3 separate regions of the Sus scrofa genome follow, and all the other regions are linked to region 3. Evidence: chromatin contacts called from public HiChIP or PLAC-seq data. All regions are on one chromosome and are shown on one strand. The core of a region is the stretch at or near the end of the contact, and the rest is flanking DNA. Distances in the headings are between cores, read along the strand shown.

What was found. HiChIP or PLAC-seq counts read pairs in DNA pulled down with a chosen protein or histone mark.
Region 1: a contact with region 3 is called in an H3K27ac HiChIP or PLAC-seq map of alveolar macrophages. The contact joins the enhancer-like site here to the promoter of LOC733637 in region 3. A contact is called at or near these places in 2 of 5 promoter capture datasets (fetal liver and liver), 3 of 47 Hi-C or Micro-C datasets (embryonic fibroblasts, heart right ventricle and liver) and 2 of 2 datasets of contacts at active chromatin or transcription factors (alveolar macrophages and skeletal muscle).
Region 2: an H3K27ac HiChIP or PLAC-seq map of alveolar macrophages shows a contact between it and region 3. The contact joins the promoter of SMCHD1 here to the promoter of LOC733637 in region 3. A contact is called at or near these places in 1 of 5 promoter capture datasets (liver) and 1 of 2 datasets of contacts at active chromatin or transcription factors (alveolar macrophages).

Annotation. Positions count from the first base shown.
Region 1 is chr6:103,949,214-103,952,583 of Sscrofa11.1, forward strand. It overlaps SMCHD1 (structural maintenance of chromosomes flexible hinge domain-containing protein 1), which reads right to left. Exons shown (of 48, transcript XM_021096138.1): 2 at 2,665-2,740; 3 at 1,504-1,665. The coding sequence starts at 1,543. Among named protein-coding and RNA genes, the nearest start is that of SMCHD1, 35 kb to the right of the region's middle. Within about 2 kb of position 1,943, at least 1 of the 83 cell types and tissues checked has an H3K27ac peak or open chromatin away from gene starts, as enhancers often do. A contact at or near this core is called in alveolar macrophages, where this site is marked.
Region 2 is chr6:103,983,805-103,987,531 of Sscrofa11.1, forward strand. SMCHD1 (structural maintenance of chromosomes flexible hinge domain-containing protein 1) reads right to left here and starts at 2,253. Exons shown (of 48, transcript XM_021096138.1): 1 at 2,096-2,253.
Region 3 is chr6:103,423,122-103,426,762 of Sscrofa11.1, forward strand. It overlaps LOC733637 (myosin regulatory light chain 2 protein), which reads right to left and starts at 1,669. Exons shown (of 4, transcript NM_001244251.2): 1 at 1,544-1,669.

The sequences.
Region 1 (3,370 bases), core at 693-3,192, 530 kb after region 3:
TTTATAAAGAACATCGAAATAGTATTAAATGTTTTGGCAGGGTCCAAACAGAAAAGATTCTCTAAATCAATTAGCACACAATCCAAAGGTAGGATAAAAACCGGCAATTAGGAGTTCCTGTCGTGGCACAGTGGTTAACGAATCCGACTAGGAACCATGGAGGTTGCGGGTTCGGTCCCTGGCCTTGCTCAGTGGGTTAAGGATCCGGCGTTGCCATGAGCTGTGGTGTAGGTCAAAGACACGGCTCGGATCCCGCGTTGCTGTGGCTCTGGTGTAGGCTGGCGGCTACAGCTCCGATTGGACCCCTAGCCTGGGAACCTCCATATGCCGCGGGAGTGGCCCGAGAAATGGCAAAAAGACAAAACAAAACAAAACAAAACAAAAAAAACGGCAGTTAGTAAAGGTGGAAGGAAATGACAAAAAACAGAAACTACTTGTTCATGCAGTTCTGCTATACAAATTCCCAAGGTAAAACAAATACTTTCTTAATTGGGAGAGGTCTATGGGAAGCCAGGAAGACTAGATCAGGAGAGTATACAAGAGATGAAAAGATATGTAAGCACCAGTCTCTTGTGAATTGAAAGGAATAAATTCTCATTCTAGGTTAGTTAGTTTATTTATTTATTGTCTTTATGGCCGCACCTGCGGCATATGGAAGTTACCAGGCTAGGGGTCAAATTAGAGCTGCAGCTGCCGGCCTACACCACAGCCACAGCAGTGCCAGATCCGAGCCAAGTCTGCAACCTACACCACAGCTTAGGGCAACACTGGATCCTTAACCCACTGAGCAAGGCCAGGAATTGAACCCACAGCCTCATGGATACTAGTTGAGTTCATTAGTGCTAAGCCACAACGGGAACTCCTAAGTTAGTTTCAAAGGAGAGGTATCTTTACTCTGAAGTAAGATCACCTGAATAGAAAAAGAAATCTACTGTGATGAAGACATGTAGTAAAGAAGCTCACAATGATTGGTCACAGATTTATAGTAAGGTAGAATGAGAGCTTTTTTTTTGGGGGGGGAGAGCACACCCACAGCATGCAGAAGTTCCCAGGGATCAAACCTGTGTCACAGCAGCCATCCAAGCCACTCCAGTGACAATACTGGGTCCACAACCCACTGTGCCACAAGAGAACTCTGAGAGAACGTTTTTATTTTTATTTATTTATTTACTGCCTTTTTAGGGCCATACCCGTGGCACATGGAAGTTCCCTGGCTAGGAGTTGAATAAGAGCTGGAGCTGCCAGCCTACACCACAGTCACAGCAATGCTAGATCCAAGCCACATCTGTGACCTATGCTGCAGCTTGTGGCATTACCTGATCCTTAACCCTCTGAGCGAGGCCAGGGATCAAACCCACATCTTCACGGATGCTAGTCGGGTTTTTTAACTGCTGAGCCACAATACAAACTCCAGAACTTTTTTAAAGTGAAGGAATGGGACACGTGATCAGGAGATAAAGGAGAGTGACAGTTTATTAAAATTAGTAAAAACAGAATACTTACGTAAAGGATTTTGTCCTTCACTTGCATAATATTCATACATGCCACTTTTAACCAATGTGTCATAGTGAGGTAGGAAGTCAATCCGTTCTTTTGTAGCTGTTAGCAGTAACTGATTGACTGTCTGTAGCACGTATAGAGTGACTCCATCCTTAACAGTTTCATCTGTAAGTCAAGAGGTAACATCTTAAATGCTAAGCTAGCATTCAAAGCACAATCAATTTATTATTATTCTTTTGGTCACAACCAAAAGATGAGGCCAAAATTAATTAAATAATTAAATTATACAGGCAAATTCCCAAATAACGAATCAATCTATAAATTCAGTTGTGTTTTGTTATGAATATCAGCAAAACAGGTCCAAATACTTCCACTCATCTGAAATACTCAATTCTTAAAAAGTCAAACTGTCATAGGAAATCAGATGAGGAACTACATTAAAGTGGTATATGAATAAGGAAGAATGATGAAAATCGAAAAGCAATAAGGCACAAAAACTGGCAAGACTTAGAACATAGTTGGTTAAAAAAAAGACAATGGATGTTCAAATTTAGATAAGCAATGAGATCCTGCTATATAACACAGAGAACTATATCTAGTCACTTATGATGGAACATGATGGAAGATAATGTGAGAAAAAGAATGTGTATATATATATATGTGTGTGACTGGGTCACTTTGCTCTACCGTAGACACTGACAGAAAACTATAAACCAACTATAATGAAAAAATCATTAATAAAAATAATAAATGTATATTCAAATTTGGACAGAAATAATTTTATAAATATTTCAATTTTTTTTTAATTCTGTGAAATAAATATTTAGGACTATAACAAAAAAAAAAGAAAAAAAAAGACAATGGAAGAATTCTAGTTAGTCAGGAGAATTAGCTTTTCAAGGGCCCACAAAGAAGGCTTGTGGCTAGATGTTGAGCAAGGTCTCATCTGTAGACATAATGATACCAACTCTTTTTCTGTAATCTTGCTTGAAAAATATGACTTCTGTACAAACTTAGACATATGTAGCCAGTTTCCATCCCCATCCGAAAAAAGTAACCAAAAGCATCAATAGTTTTGTGATGCTTATCTATGTAATAAAATTTACTGCTCTATGATGTACTAGAATATATCAAATATAAAAGCATAAACATAGCATTGCTTACCAAAATTATCACAGGTAATTTCTTTCCTACTTGTTGTTGTAATAACAAATTTCTCTTCAGGTGAAATGGCAAGTGTCTATCCAAAATAAGAGAAATAAAATCAATTATTACACAAAGAAAATAAATGGACTATTCAAGTTTATAAAAATATGAAAATACCGATAAAACAGTGTATCTTAGTACTACAATTAGTGCTACATTTATTTGCATGAAAAGATCAGTCTTAATGTTTTCAAATTTTGCCTTTGTATAATTAAGCACAAATCTATTTATAAATTACCTATTTGCTTAACAAGGTTGATTTTTCTGCTATTATATGTTAGGTCCACACCCACAGCACATGGAGGTTTCCAGGCTCGGAGTCGAATTGGAGCTGTAGCTGCCAGCCTACGCCACAGTCACAGCAACTCAGGATCTGAGCCGCATCCGTGATCTACACCACAGCCCGGAGCAAACAACGGATCCTTAACTCACTGAGCAAGGCCAGGGATCGAATCCACATCCTCACAGATTCTAGTCGGGTTTGTTAACCCATGAAGAGAACTCCTAAGTGAACATTTTCAAAAGGTTTAACAACAGGACCCTCCCAGACAAAAGACTTATTACTTCATGTGAATATATAAGTAAACTTAGTTGGAGCAAAGCATTAACACTTATGTTCATATATATTAAGTACTTAAATATGTAAAAGCAAAAGTACTAGAAG
Region 2 (3,727 bases), core at 1,003-3,502, 560 kb after region 3:
AAGGAGTCAAGGACGACTCCCAGATTTTGGGTTTAGCCACTGGATAGATGATGATGAGGAGAAAGGTAAGTGACCTTGGTGCAATGAAGAGATTCTACAGGGCACAATAGAAACGTCTGGAAGAAAGTGCCAAATGAAGACTCAAGAGACTCTTCCACTGATGAAGAGAAGGATAAACTTCACTTGCCCTCAGTGCGAGAGTGTCAGACTTCTTTCTGATGAAGCCAGAAAGACTGACTCACCAAATTCAAAACACAGATATTTAAAGGGAAAGAAAGACAAAACAATTAAGGGTACCAAGCTTACATTAGTCTATTCGTGGTGGAAAAAACCCACAATTTTTCACACAACCACATATTTACAAATATCATTCATGTCTTCAGACACTAGCATAGTAAAAATTAAGGATAACATTGTCTTGAGAGTCCAGGTTTATAGGAAATTTTCCAGAGTTTATCATTCCAGAAATCAGAATCAGTCAGGATGATCCTACTTTTCAGTTTATCATAGAGTGCAAAGTGGTTTTATTATGTTTCTAACTGTAACATGTGATGTGCTTTGGAAGCAGAACAAAGTGCCAGTTTATTTCTACAGGAGATTAGTAGCAGAATAAAGTAAGCAGATGAAAAGAAAGAATGCAGGAAGGATAGGACCGACAGCCTGGAATTATCTAGTTAATGGGTTGACCGTGGTAGATGTGTGAGACAGAAGGAAGTATTCACTGTTATTGGGGCTCCTGATCACTCAGGTGCATCACAGGCAGTTGTGTCAAGTACTTGGGAGAAATGGATCCGAACACCCAAGGTGCATTGTACTCAAATGGTCGAAGAAAGGTGTTGCCTGCCTCAAAGATCACCTTCTTCAAGAATTTACAGTGGCTTAACTTGGAAGCCCCAGGCTTCATCTTGTGGCAAACAATAAATAAAGTATTTTTAGGCTTCTCTAGAAAGAAAGAAAGCCTACAGAACTCATCTCCTACAATAACAAAATCAAGGTTCCACATTTGGCAATAGAAGGCGAATTTACACACAGGCTCTATACAAGATTTCAAAGCTCTAAACTTTCACCTGGGGAATCTCTTCCTGCAGCTACCACAACTAGCTCCCTCTTAAAGACTCTATCACCTTCATGAACACAAATCCCCTCCTTAATTCCTGACAGCGCACTTGAGATCCTGCTTGGGTACTCACGCTGTAGTATGCATATGAAAAACTGGAAGGGGTATTTAAGACACAGGTTTCTAGGTTCCTTGCCGAGACATTTTAATCAGTCAAGCAGGAGACTAGGATCCCTTTTTTTTTTTTTTTTTTTTTGCTATTTCTTGGGCCGCTCCCACGGCATATGGAGGTTCCCAGGCTAGGGGTCTAATTTGAGCTGTAGCCGTCAGCCTATGCCAGAGCCACAGCAACGCGGGATCCGAGCCGTGTCTGCAACCTACACCACAGCAACACCGGATCCTTAACCCACTGAGCAAGGGCAGGGACCGAACCCGCAACCTCATGGTTCCTAGTCGGATTCGTTACCACTGCGCCACGACAGGAACTCCCCAGGGTTCCTTATTTTTGACAACTTCAAAGCGATTCTAACAGAGATAGACCAAATACCATATTTCGAGAAACACTGGACCAAGGGGGACAAGGAGGGTGATGAATATATTAAAGAATATAGTATCAGATTTACAAAGTACAGAATCATTTGCAGCTTATAGCCCTTGCCTTCATCTGGGCAGAGAAATCTTAGTAGTCCACTGAACATGTCTCACTTATTTCAAATAGACTCTCCAAACAAAGCTCAGAGATACAAATACAGGTTTCCCCACGGACAGTTTTCCTTTCTGTCTAGGTTTCATTTTCTTGAAAGATGACTAAGCTCTTTCCTAAAAACTGGATACTACTCACCCTCCCCCTACAGGGAAGTCGGTCTGTCACAGAATTAGAATGCAGCTTCCCCAAGAGATATAAAAACATTATAGCTCAGTTACTTTTACTTAACCATATAAATTATGAAAAACAAGGAAAGCTTGTACTTTTCACATTCCTCAAGTCTATTGTTTTTAGTTCTCAATACTTCCATCAATCATTCAGTTCAAGCTGACCTTTGCAAAGCGCAGGCCAGTTCCTCTTCACAGACCCTCCTCCAGCTTGAGGTGACCATCACTCCTCTAATTGCCCCTGCTGTCCATTGGGACTTAGGTCCTAATACTTCTGGAATGTGAGCTAGAAAAGAAACATTCTCCAAAGCAAACAATAAGTTTGCAGAAATAAACACACCTAAATCACCCCGGATACACTGCACCGAGATCTAATCATCCTCATTCCCCGTCATACACAGATGAAGTGTGGACTTTTTCAAGAAAGTTTAGTTGGAAAAAAAATATGCAAAAGTACTCTCGGTTTTCATGTTTTTGTTCTTCAGTTTTAGAATAGATGTTTCCTGCTTCTACAGCTGTTGGGTGTGTCTCTCCTCCTGTTCCTGTGCTCTAAATCTAAAAAAAAAAAAAAAAAAAAAAAAAAGCCTTCTCAAAAAAGAAGAAAGAAGCTGAGCAGAGTCACAAGTATACAAACACCCACAAAGGTGTACACATGATACTTTACATGGTTCCATGAACAGTTTAGACTTTCAGATTCACAGCATCTCAGCTCTTTTTGAGAATGTTTTTGCCTTTTGCGGCAAAACTAAATTTGTCCAACCCCCCCCCTTTTTTTACAGAACAAAGGGAAGTGTATACCAATTCGTGTATTGTGTCCAACTTTGCTAGACTAAAAACTGCTGGCAACACAAAGCCAAATTCCTCAAGGTGTTCTAGCTCGAAGCCAACCACAACAGGAAGGGGAAGTAGAGTTCGTGCTCAATATAATTTTGCTCTTCTCTCCACACATGCCTAAGTCTTCTCATGGAGTAGAGGACCCATGGAAGTGTGGGAAACAACTTCTGAGTATCCAAGGTCAAGGTTCATCTTAGATATTCCAACAACTGCTGAGTGGCCTCTCACCTCCACACAAGCTATGTTCTGCATACTCCTCTGCTCGGTTGAAATTTTCCTCAAGTACTCTTCTAGAATCACAACTGCTGAGACTTTTTCCATGGCCTTCTAGTCAGCCAAATTACCTTCCCTAACCAGGGCTTCTAGCTCTAATTAGGACCTGAAAAAGTGCAGAGCAACTTTGCTGGCAGTCAGACTGTGATGGACAATGTTTTCAGTAGGACACAGGCCACCAAGACATTGTTTCTAACCAAACATAGTTAAGGCTATACTGCAGTTGCAAAAAGGACTAATAAGCCATCCTTTCTTAAAATCAACTGGCACAAGCCTGGACCCCATTCCATCTTACTGAGACATGGCATGATTGGCTCCACCTCGCTGCAGCTAGTTCAATAAACCCAACTTGTTTCTATCAGTGTGGCCTGGTGGCCTTTTCTTTGGTTGTTGGGCTTTATCTGGCTTTGGCTGGCTTGGTGGCTTCTTCAACTCTGAATGTCCCAAAGAATTGGAGTCACTTAACTCTCCCTCGCCCAGAAGCCACATTTTTCTTTTCTTCTTTTTTTTTTTTTTTGCTTTTTAGGGCCGAATCCAGGCTAGGGGTCAAATCAGAACTGTAGCCGCCGGCCTACACCTAAGCCACAGCAACGCGCGATCTTAGCCAAGTCTGCAACCTACACCACAGCTCACGGCAATGCTGGATCCTTAAACCCCTGAGTGAGGACAGGGGTCAAACCCACAACCTCA
Region 3 (3,641 bases), core at 419-2,918:
CAGGGAAGGGGCGTGTTGCTGGTAATGAATTTCTGGATTTTTCTTTTTTTTTTTAGTTTGATCAAATACCAAGATAATCATTCAGGCTTATGACAAAAAGGAGGTATACAAACTAGGGTGTTAAGACTAGATTTAAGGGATGGAGAAATGGAAAATAAAGATCCTCACACCAAGGGCAACCAGAAGATTTTTTTCAGAATTTCTAGATACTCTGGTTTCATTTGTAAAATGGGATTAATCCCATTACAAATTAATCAACATTACACTATATTACTCTAGTTAGAATCCTAGATTCCAGCATTTATAGTGGTAATAAGTGTAAACTGAGCTGAAGACTTTTTCTACTACAGAACACTCAAATTGACCAGTATTCTGGAAACATGTTCTTTAAGGAAAAACTCTCATTTCAGAAAACACCTCCTAGTACGACAGCACAGTGTCTGCTTTCCGAGTCCAGACCAAATCTACTGATTTGTCTCATTTAAACAATAAACCTTTTTCCAAGCTAAATAGATATATAACTTTTTGGTGCCAACCACAGTTTTTTAAAAGTACATTTTCAGGGTGGTGCTTCCGTTCCAACTAAACCAAGTTTTCAATTCCTTTGCAAACTTCCGGTTAAAGGTAGGAACAGTTCCCTTAGACTGCCACACCCAAAAAGTTCTCAGCACTTGACAAAGGCAATTCTTTGTCGGGGTTCACTGAGAGTAAAGCCTCACTTTTGAAAATAAAAAGCTCTCTGGTCAAGTTTTATCGAATGCCTTCCAGAACATGAAACAAACAGCAATAATTTTAAGAAATACTCACTTTCTTCACCTTTAGATATAAAACTTTGTGCGCTGAAGTTAAAATCTCACCTGAACGCTTATTTCTACTCCAAGTTCTGTAAAGAACTGACATACTCTTTGATAAACCAATTCAACTACTATAAAAAGAAACACTTTGGGAAACTGATATAACCCCAAGTCTCCACCCAAAAGGAATGTGGTGGTGTATTATGGAATTTTTCTGAAGCCGCAAATTAAACACCAAACCTCCCTTTGCCCAAATATCACTTAAAACAAAGTTCTAATTACAGAATGGACACTGAGCTGAGGAAGATGCTAATTTGAGGTGGTTATTCCAACTAAACGTAGCCACACAGCTGCAACAACAGCTGCAGCGGGGAGGTGCGCCGGAGTGGTGGTGGGGGAGGCAATGGGCTACAGTTTTTGCGCAAACTCTTGAATCCGGCAAGTTTACGTTAGAAACTAAACTTAGTCCCAGAGTCAGATCCGCGGGGCTCGGGTTTCCCAGGCCGGCTGTCGCCCAAGCTCGCGGCGCCAGCAGGCTAAGCCACATTTCCTGACCTCCAAGTCTGGCAAAATTGGCATCTGGGCCGTTTCCGGCCCCCGGCTTTTGATACTGGAGCTGGCCCTTGGGCTCGAAACCCACGAAGCGGCTGGTACATCTGCCCAGGTGCGCTCCCGGTACCACGGAAGCACCGCTGCTCATCAGCCGCCCCACGGGTATGCGGCCAGAATGAGCCCCAAGCACCACTCACCCTGCTCAGCCGCAAGAATCCGATTGCTTCGGGTACCCCCTCGCTGCCTCGGCTGCCGCTACTAACTCGCTTCCAATACCAGAGCCGCTACAATCCAACACTTCCGGCCTCCGCCTAGCGAACCGGAAGGAAGTCGAGTCACCATTCTGGGCTAACACTGTGAGCCTGGGTTAACGGAAGGGCGACGGGGCAGGGGTGTTGCCAGTATGCTCCAAGGGCGTAATTTTGACCGACTGCATTGCAAGAAAGTATCAATTGGGCAGCCTAGCACATAGAAAAACGTTAAATGGTTCATTGGGACTAATGACTAAGTTTTAGTCTTTTTTATACCCCCTTTTACAAAGTAAGCTTTTCTTTCCCCCCTTTTCTGTTGGCAAATGGGTGAGTCTCTCCTGTGGGTTTGCCCCTCCGCACATTCCAAAGCCCGGCTAGGGGCGGGGCTCGGCAGCCGAAGTCCTTGTAGGGAAATCGCGGAGATATTTCGCGGCTCACGTGAGTGGCCTTCGCCCCGCCTCCGAGTGCCCGGCCCCTGGCGCCGAGCAGTCCTGCGCCTGCGCCTGGGGCTCGCCTCAGGTTGACCTGGGAGTTTTTGGTTCTCCTGAGGGTCCAGCACGGCTAGCGTACCTCAAGATGAGGCCTTTAGGCGAGAGATTTGATTTCTGTGTACCATGTTATTTTATAAAGGGTCGCGCCCCTCCGTCAGGAGCAAACATTGTGAAGTCCCGGGGGCCCCCAGCGAAGCGGCCACTATCTCTGCCCCAGAAGGATCTCCTCAGGCCAAGGCAGGCGGAAGACTTATTCCCTCTTCAGAAAGTTTGGGGTTCTGTTTCCCACCGGAGCTTCTTGAGTCCCCGACAACAGGGAGAACCTGTCTCCATCGGGCTCTGAGGGAAGACCCGCGACCCACAGCGTGGAGCTTCCTAACCACGCCCATGCCTCTCAGGGTGCCTGGTGAAAAGAGTAAGAAGTCTGGCCTATAGTTTCTCAGTTCTCCTTTCCCAACACAGCTTCAGACACTGCGTCGCCCAATTCTGCCCTCCTCTGTCCAGTCTGGCAAGTGCGGCGACGAAGGAGTGGGCTGGAGCCCATGACACTCCAGGTCACCCCAAAGCCGGGCTTGGGAGCCTGGTCTGGCTCACCAGGCCAGAGCAGTTCTGAGGCTTGGGGTCCCCTCGAAAGCCGCTCTCACCCTGCTGACAAGAAAGGTAAAAGCTGCAGAGTAATGCACTCGGGATGTGATTAAGCTACACCTTCAAAGACCTCAGGAGCATTTCCTCTGTTTTGTTTTGTTTTTGTCTTTTTAGGTCCGCACCTGCAGCAGATGGAAGTTCCCAGGCTAGGAGTCAAATTGAAGCTGCAGCTCTTGGCCTACACCACAGCCACAGCCACACCAGATCCGAGATGCGTCTGCCATCCGAGCTACACCACAACTCATGGCAAGGCAGGGCCCTTAACCCACTGAATGGGGGCCAGGATGAACCTGCATCCTCATGAGTACTAGCTGGGTTCTAAACCGCTGAACCTTGGGAACACCAGTCTCTTAACCAATAATATATTCCAAAGTTCACTTAGAGGCCAAGTCACTGAAAAATAAGTAGCTCTCCTAATTCTCCAGAATAATTGAAACAAAGATGATTAGTTTACTAAACAGCTTTAATAGTGAGAATCCTTTGGAAGGGGGTGGCTACTATCTAAAAATACAAAATATTGGGTACTCCCATCTCGAACCTGCTGAATCAGAATCTTCTAGAGCAGGAGTTCCCGTCATGGCTCAGTGGTTATGAATCTGACTAGGAACCATGAGGTTGAGGGTTTGATCTCTGCCCTCGCTCAGTGGGTTAAGGATTTGGTGTTGCTGTGTCTGTGGCCAGCAGCTATAGCTCTGATTGGACCCCTAGCCTGGGAACCTCCGTATACCGCGAGTGTGGCCCTAAAAAGACAAAAATTAAAAAAAAAAAAAAAATCTAGGGCAGCTTCTGGGTAGCTGTCAATTTAACAGGGGTCCTAAGCGACTCTTATCACCAAAGGTGGGAACTCAGAGCTAGATGGCTTAGAGTCTAAGATGGGGCAGTGACACATTCCAGATGCCCAGGTCAGG